3 separate regions of the Zea mays genome follow, and all the other regions are linked to region 2. Evidence: chromatin contacts called from public Hi-C data. All regions are on one chromosome and are shown on one strand. Each heading gives the region's core, a stretch centred on a gene start, on an enhancer-like site or on the middle of the called end of the contact. The rest is flanking DNA. Distances are from core to core; before and after follow the strand shown.

Region 1 (2,727 bases), core at 150-2,649, 170 kb after region 2:
AGCTCCCCGAGGGAAGTCAACAACAAATAAGTTGCTTCTTCCTTAGTTTTTTAGTACAAACTAGGTCATTTATATTGAGATGGCTTCCTTCTACTAAGACTGTTTTATAACCGGATCTCTTATTTTTACTCCAATATGCCTTATCTAATACTTAATTAATTTCTTATTGGGATCGGTTGATTGGGCCTGGGCCTACACCTTTTCGGTCATAATAGGCCCCACTCTACAGTTTTGTGAGGGGCTTCAACCAACTTGCAGGCCGGACGCACGACATTTTTTTACAGCCCTATAGCCACTATCGAAGGGGAGGGGAGAAGGAAGGGAAACAATGCATATAGTCTTAGTGTTAGAGCATCTCCAAGAGTTTTTTAGAAGTCTCTCCTAAATTAAGTTTTTTGGAAAAAACACAAAACGTGTCTCCAACAGTTCTCCTAAAACGCTCCTAACTTTTTCATAACCCTTAAAACTCTCTCATTTGCTACAAATGAGGGGGTTTTAGGCTCTCAGAAACAATCTGTCGTTTTAAGAGATCTGTTGGAGAAATGATTAAAATCTACCCCACTAATTTTTTAGATGCCCCTTAAACTGATTTTCAGAAGTCATTTTCTAGAGAGCTCTTGGAGATGCTCTTAGTTTGGGAACCCCATTTTGCTAAAGGATTTCCATTTTTCTAGGGAAATTAGTTCATTTTCCTTTGGAAAAATAAGGATTCCTTCAGAAAATGGAGTTCCCAAACTAGCCCTTAAGGTTACTCTAAACATAGGAATTTCAGGTGAACTGTAAGTGGTGTTTGGTTTCTAGTGACTAATTTTTAGTCTCTCTAAATTATTAAGGGTGTGTTTGGTTTGACTTTTGGCTTTGGCTTTTGCCTCCTAAAAGCCAAAAGTCAAACCAAAGGGCTGAATCTGAAAAGCAGCTTTTTCTAAAAGCCGACTTTCTTGTAGTGCAAAATTGAAAGCAACTCTGGACCTGCTTTTAGCAGCTTTCAGGTGGAACTGTGAAAATATATATGGAAGAATTTTTGGCGACTTTTAATGGTTTCCACCAAACGGTTTTTAGGTTTTAGCAGTTCACAGCCACAGTAGCTTTATTCATAGCTCACAGCCCACAGCAGCTTTTTTCACAGCCACAGCCCAACCAAACAGACCCTAAATACTGAAACTAAAACTTTATTTTCGTTTCTATATTTAGTAATTTAGGGATTAAAATAGAATAAAATATAGAGACTAAAATTTAGTCCAAATAACCCAAACACACTAAGAAAACATGCACAATATATATAAAAAGCACTTTCATTTCATAGGAAAAATGCCCTACATTCGAAAAAAAGGGTCTTGACTTGAACATTCATCACCGTGGAGCCGGTTAAACATGCAAGCATGACAGCTGCTCGCACCTCGCGGCGCATGCAGTCCCTGCAGCATCCATCGGCGGAGCGCAAACGCCGACGATCCGCGTGCGTACATCGGTACATGCGCCTTTACGAGCCGAGCACGCACGAAGGGCACGCTATGCCGAGTGACGTTAGCCCTCGTCCCCAACTGCGCGAACTCCCGCGACAACCGCGCATGTCCCCGTCAGCCCCGACAGCGCGTGCGGCTCGCGCTCCCGCCTCGGCGTCACGCGACGGCGGGGGGGCGCGCTGCTCTATACACGTTCCGCCACCGCCAGGCGCGGCCGCGGCAACTTGGCTATTTAGTTCGAGAATTCTCCAGGGGAGATGGAGCACGGAGTCCCTGAGATCGATCTTGCTCTCAGCGTCGGAGAGTTAGCTGCACACCCCCCGATCCCCGGCCACGCTCCGATCGTACGAGGCTAGCTGCTCCATCATCGCCCTCTTCTGGGACCCTGCCCCTGCCGTGAGTGGATCAATCCATGGACGCCGCGCAGGTGCCCGCGGCAGTGGTGGTCGACGTCGGGGCGCTCACCGGACCGATAGGGAGCGAGGCCCCCGCTGCGCCGAAGGTAAACGACGCGTCCGTCAGCTTCAGTGCATCGATACGTTCGTATCGGCAACACTGGTTGTTTTTCAATCCGCACATTGCGTAGTTCCGTGGCCAGCATTCAGCAAAACTGGGACGTGCGCTCCGCATGTTTGTGGAAATGCCTACGGCCATTGCACATAGTAGCAGAATTCCGATTGCAGGGTACATGAACATGTATGATGCTAAGGTTTAAAGGATGTACCTTTGCAACACCAACATGTATACCACTTGAAGTGTTACTTGGATAACTTTCATCCTTAGCATCTAGAATAACTAAGCGTACTAGAAACCTTTGTGAGTCTGTAAACTCATTTCCATTGTCACTTCCCATTTTCTTAATTTTCAACTCAAACTCACTTTCACTTCTCTTGATAAATTATTTGAAGATGTTTAAGACTTCACTTTTATCATTGGGATAGAATACCCATGTGAATGTTGAGGAGTCATCCATAATTATAAAACCATATGTGTATCCTCCTATGCTTGTGTAAGAGGTAGGTTCAAACAAATCCATGTGCAATAACTTCAATGGCCTACTAGTGCTCATCGTGCCCTTGTGATGGTATTTACTTTTCTCAGATTAAGTGTGCTTAATATTTGCCTGGTAGAGTTGGAATGATGAATTGCAAGCCTGTTACAACTATGCTTAGTACTTCTAAAAAGTTAAGAATTGGTAAGGTGAAATACTAGAGTCAGAGGATGCACCATGATACAAAAGCATTATTGGTGCTTTATGGTGTTT
Region 2 (2,996 bases), core at 88-2,587:
CCGTTATTCACAGAAAATAGAGTTCACAAAGATGTTAATTGAAGTTTCAGACTGCCATGTTGACACTGATCATCATGTATGCCACATGACTGAGTTATTCTCATGTGAAATTTTTCCAAAGGATGCACATAATCAGTAATGATAAAATACAATACCTGTAATTCCTTATTATACAATACCAAAAAATACATGATAAAATACCTGTATTGCAGATTAAACAGTACCAAAAAATACATGATAAAATACCTGTATTCCTGCGATTCATGACAATGAACTGGAATCTGGGTTGAGCATTCCTGCAATAAATATAAACTATTTGTTGGAAGAAAGTGAATGGCATCAACATGACCAGAAAACATGAACTGCTAAAATTTCGTCGCTCTTCAGGTCCACAACATTTCAGGTACCTTCAGAATAAGAGAGATATCTAGAACTGGAAGACAAACAAATAGAAATATTGGCACATGTCAATAGATCAATGCATGGATGTGCAATTGTTTCACTTGTAGAAAGTGAATTCTACATGTCTGAGCTTCCAATCATTTTTGGCAATTTCAGAAATCTTAAAGCTACCTGACAAGGTAATACATTGAACTCTGAAATTGACAAATATACAAATCCAGGTATGTATCTCTCAAAAGGCTGCAGAGCAGAACTAAACAAATCACTACAGTTGGTTTAAACCAACAAAGAACAAAAGCCCTGCTCTGAACATATTTTTGCCAGTAAATTAATCAGATTCTGCATTAAGTCTACTATGTCAAACAACCAATATGTTTATGATGCAAACTGTATTTTTTTCTATTTTTATGCAAACTCATCAGAAACAGACGAGACGAACCTCTTGACGACAAAGAGCGACCCCTCCACGTCCTTCCGGCTCTGCATAAAACATGCAACACGAGCACACAAATAAGGTCCAACCAGCCAAATTGTTCACACAGGAATCACAGGGTCAGGGTGAATCAGACAGGCGCGCAGGGGAACGCACCCACTGGTTGATGTCGGTGTCGAAGTCGTAGAGCGTGACGTGAGCCGCGGTGATGAGGATGTCCTCAACGGCGTGGTCGAGGCGCTGCAGCACGGTGAGATTGAGCGTCCGCGTGCCCTCGCCGTCCACCGCCAGGTTCGGCGTCACTTTCGCCCTCCCGCCGCCGCCGCCGTGGGACATGGCCGGCCGCCGCGGTTTAAGGAAGGAGGACCTAACAATCTGATGGCGGGCTGCCTAGGGTTTGGAGATTGGATCGAAGGGATTCGGGTGACGCAGTGGGCAGCGAGTCGAGAACAAGAGGACGAAGAAAATAAAGAAAAAGGAACTTTTCTTTGGTTTCTCCTGCGATCGTGTCATTTTTTCTGTTGCATTTTCTTTTCAGTTGCGGGAAAAGGGATGGCCAGTCCGGGGTGGAATGTTGGCGGCACGCACGTGGCACGCTCACGTGCCCGAGCTTGAGATTAAAAGGGTAAAACAATTGCATGATTATCACCAGGTTCACAAACTAAAAAATTGCATATTTAAGATTCTGACGACATCTTCTAAATTTCAACCCTAAATAATATTCTCAGTTTATTACAATATACTTAAAAAATCTCATTCTTTATATCTTCATCATCTTTAATATTGTTCTCTAAATTTCATCTTTTATATCTTATTCATTATATTTTTCGTACCATATTAATAGAAATTTTCAAAAACGTATTTATTTGACAAAATATTTGAGTCATATGTAGATTGCAAAATATTTTTTTACATTCTTATTATTAAATATTCTCTCCTTTCCAAAATATAAGTCACCAAGATTCTTGAATAGTCAAAGTTTAAAAATTTTGATAAAAAATAACAAAAATCATAAAGATTTATGACACAGAATAGATATAGTATTAAAATATATTTAATAGAGAATCTAATGGTATATATTTGAATTCTTAAATATTATTACTTCATTGTATAAATTTAGTTAAACTTAAAATATTGACTTTCCAAGAATCTTAAAATGGCTTATATTTTAGGACAGGGGAGTATGTTTTATAAAACAACGCTTCACATAATGAGGAAATATGGTTTTTTATAAACGTATTTTTTATGTTCCTGTGGATGTGTGGGCTTCCGCGGGGATTCGTGTGGACCTCTTTCGGTAAACATAGACAACAGCAAACAAACTTGAACAAAAGCTCCCCTTCACTTTGGCTACTACAAACATAGACAACAACACAAGAGGTCGGATAACAACTCTTAAACTCCGACGGCAGATTGCAGAACCAGCTTCACAATATAGACTCCATCTTTTAGGCTCCAAACCATCCAGAGTTATCAATGCCACTTCTTGACCATGTATTTGCTTCCTAGCTGCTGGTGAAAGTGTGGCGCCAACCCTTTCGGTAACTCTGCTACAAGTTCCAGCATCTCCTTATTGTCCAGTTTGAAGACCTGCCAGCACAAAAAAAGGATTGAACAAGTAGAAACTAAAGTAATATTTAAGGAACAAAATGTTGAATTAAGTGTGGCAACATTATTTATATAGAATTTAGAATGCCACTAAATGTGAGTGTGGACCTTTACTAAGCAAACTGATGCTAAGGTTTTCACAGCCACATTTATGTGTTTTTTTTATCAAATTCTCGCCAGGTTTGTTCATGCCGGGGCAGTAGCTCCTCCTGCTGATGCTGGTGAAACCGTGCAAGTTTGTGAATCGTCTCGCTGCAATTGTGCGTACACTTAGCTGATATATCTTTCTTTTTTTCTATTATAGCAAGCTCTTTTCAAGATTTAGAAACAGTACAAAATGAAACAGTGCATGTGGATATAATACACGCTTTCTTTCTTTTTATTCAAAATTGAATAAGAAAAGGGTTCTAACACCTCCAATCCTCTCTCTCTGAATTTATAACTCCTAAACTAGCCCGGAGTGAAGCAGGCACACATCATTGATCTGCTCCCCGACGTGCCTTGAGGCCTCTGCCAGGCTGTCGGCTTGCATTTCGATCGGTGATATATAGTG
Region 3 (2,798 bases), core at 72-2,571, 190 kb before region 2:
TATCAAAAGAAAAGTATTTACTAACAGTCAAGAAAAAAGAATTACATGTTCCAGCTATCTTACGAAAGAGGAATGACACTCTAGAATCGATTATTCTTCACCTCACTTTCCCATATACTGATAGACACACCCAACAAAACCCACACCCCACCAACCTTGTTTCTCCTTCCCTTACAAGTGGATCAGCTCACTCGTCCCAAACCCTCCCCAATCTTGCTCATCCTACATGCATTCATAATCAATGTGCTAGCTTCACACGATAGCCCCCATGACACCTCTCTCTCTCTCTGTCCAAACTCACTCTTCTCACCCTTTGACCCTTGCCATTGCACACACCCTCACCTGATGCCTCACTCTTGTATGTCATGCCGACATTGCATGTCCATCGTTTAGTCACCCATCACAATATCACATGTCAATATCTAGTCACCCATCCTTTAGTCACCCATCACATGCCTCATTCTTGATGGAAGTCCCAATCACATTGTTTATTTCCCTCTCCATGCATGTGTTGTGCCTAGCTATATGTGAATGAGAAGAACATGAGCTCCTTACAAGAATAGGTAATAAGAAGAGAAAATCCCTTCAATGCCATCCAAACTTATACCAATCCCTTCAATGCCATCCAAACTTATACCAATCCCTTCAACACCATCAGAATTTATAGCTTCCCTTCAATGCCATCAAATTTAAATTTTAATCCCTTGAATGCCATTACCGTTAGTTTGGAGTTAACGCCGTTAGTTCAATTTAAAGTCAGTCTCTCCAATGCCATTAAAATCTATATTGATCCATCCAATGCCACTAGAAATTGGTTCGATATATTTGGGGTTTAAAAATTCCAAAATCAAAAAATATGGATCAAAATTTTAAAATTTCACGATTTTTAAAAACTTAAGTACATACTTTTTTATAAACCCCCAAAATTACTTTGCTATATCAGTTCGTTTTTAAAAAACTTAAGTATGGGCTGAAGTTTTTAAAAATCGTGGAATTTTAAAAATCTGATCCATATTTCTTGATTCTGAAATTTTTAAACCCCAAATAGGTCGAAACAATTTCTAGTGGCATTGAAGGGACCAGTATAGATTTTAGTGGCATTGGAGAGATTGACTTTAAATTGAACTAACGGAAATGACATTCAAAAGATTAAAATTTAAATTTGATGACATTGAAGGAAAGCTATAAATTTTAATAGCATTGAAGGGATTGATATAAATTTGGATGACATTGAACAGATTTTCTATAACCTCAATCACTGTCTTGAGCACGAGAGTGCAAAAGAGCGACCAGAAAAGCTGGCCGGTCGCTGGCAACAGCACGCATTCCTACTCTACTCCGGCACTGCACACTCACGAGCTGTGGATAGCTGATACTCTCCCCCGGCGCCAAGAAACCACGAAATCGCCCCCCACACACACCTTCCCTTCGGTCCATCCCGATCTTACCAAGAATCCGAGATCCGCCTGCGACAGCTAGCGGTCCTATCTTGATCCGATGGTGTCACCGGCGCCGGGATGTAGGGATTCGGGGGAGGATGGCGGCAAGGCGGAGTGGCTGATCTACGCCTTTGTCGCGCGCGGCATCGCGGTGCTGGCGGAGTACACGGAATTCACCGGCAACTTCCCCGCCATCGCCGCACAGTGCCTGCAGCGTCTACCCGCCGGGTCGTCCTCCGCCAGCACCGGGCCTGACGGCCGCGGCGGCGCGCCGGTACGGTTCAGCTATGCATGCGACGGGCACACATTCAACTTCCTCCTGCACCGAGGCTACGGTGAGATACGAAGCGATCAATCAATGCCTTTTAAGTCTACTGCTTTTGTATCAGTAATGCTCTGGTAGAAGTAGGTAGCGCTATTGGGGAACCAAGGATTCTAATTGTGTTAAAAAAGACAGTGGCAAAGCTCCAATCTTGATTGCTGTAGGTAACCGACCTCGGAATCCTTCGTAATTTGATTTGCAAGATCACCCCCATAAAGGCATCACTAATCTTTATGGCAACAGACATACCAGACTAAATGGATAACAGCTCAACAGCAATGTTGGTTATCAGCCAAGAGCCTAAACTCCTTTGTCATGTGTTACCATGTCAGTCCTGAATTATGCATTGTTGTGGATCTTGAGGATCTGGCTACAAGCCTTCAACTTAACTGTTATAGATCACATGATGATGATAATATGTATATTCATGGTGATACCTTTGCTCTTTGAACATTTTGTAGCCTATTGTGTAGTTGCGAAGGAATCCGTTCCAAAGAATGTCTCAGTGGCATTTCTTGAGAGGTTAAAGGATGACTTCATGAAGAGATATGGTGGCGGTAAAGCTGATACAGCTCTTGCAAAAAGTCTAAATAAAGAATATGGGTATGTCTTTTAATAAGTGTTGCATAGAATGTTTTATTCTTTTTTTCTTCTTCTGAAAATTGAACTTCTCACCAATGCAGACCAGTTATAAAGCAGCACATTCAGTATGTTCTTGATCATTCACAGGAACTAGATAAAACGTTAAAAGTGCAGGCCCAAGTTTCAGAAGTTAAAAATATCATGTTAAACAACATAGAAAAGGTATGCCACAGCTCATTTTGTGCGAAAGCATTTGCTGTTGTGTTATTATTGGTTGATGTGTATAGGAGCACCTGAAACAACAGAGAACAGGGCCAGGGTTCCATGACTAATGTGTGCTATCCTTGGTTGATGATATAGCTGACACTGCCACATAGACCAAGTGATTGATAGAGCTCATGGACAGAAATTGGTTTTCATTGCTGAAAAAAACAGTATTGGAGTGTCACATTAAT

Evidence for each region. A called contact is a pair of places that touch in the nucleus more often than the background predicts.
Region 1: a contact with region 2 is called in a Hi-C map of tassel, with 2.1 times the contacts expected there. The contact joins the promoter of LOC103647319 here to the promoter of LOC100216708 in region 2. A contact is called at or near these places in 4 of 25 Hi-C or Micro-C datasets (ear, endosperm, leaf and 1 more).
Region 3: a Hi-C map of leaf shows a contact between it and region 2, with 7 times the contacts expected there. The contact joins the promoter of LOC100193599 here to the promoter of LOC100216708 in region 2. A contact is called at or near these places in 2 of 25 Hi-C or Micro-C datasets (ear and leaf).

Annotation. Positions count from the first base shown.
Region 1 is chr2:175,252,856-175,255,582 of Zm-B73-REFERENCE-NAM-5.0, forward strand. It overlaps LOC103647319 (metal transporter Nramp1), which reads left to right and starts at 1,400. Exons shown (of 13, transcript XM_008671862.4): 1 at 1,400-1,965. The coding sequence starts at 1,876.
Region 2 is chr2:175,080,214-175,083,209 of Zm-B73-REFERENCE-NAM-5.0, forward strand. It overlaps LOC100216708, which reads right to left and starts at 1,338. Exons shown (of 8, transcript NM_001143113.1): 1 at 992-1,338; 2 at 842-882; 3 at 247-296. The coding sequence starts at 1,171.
Region 3 is chr2:174,886,317-174,889,114 of Zm-B73-REFERENCE-NAM-5.0, forward strand. It overlaps LOC100193599 (vesicle-associated membrane protein 724), which reads left to right and starts at 1,322. Exons shown (of 5, transcript NM_001138702.2): 1 at 1,322-1,774; 2 at 2,223-2,364; 3 at 2,445-2,565. The coding sequence starts at 1,498.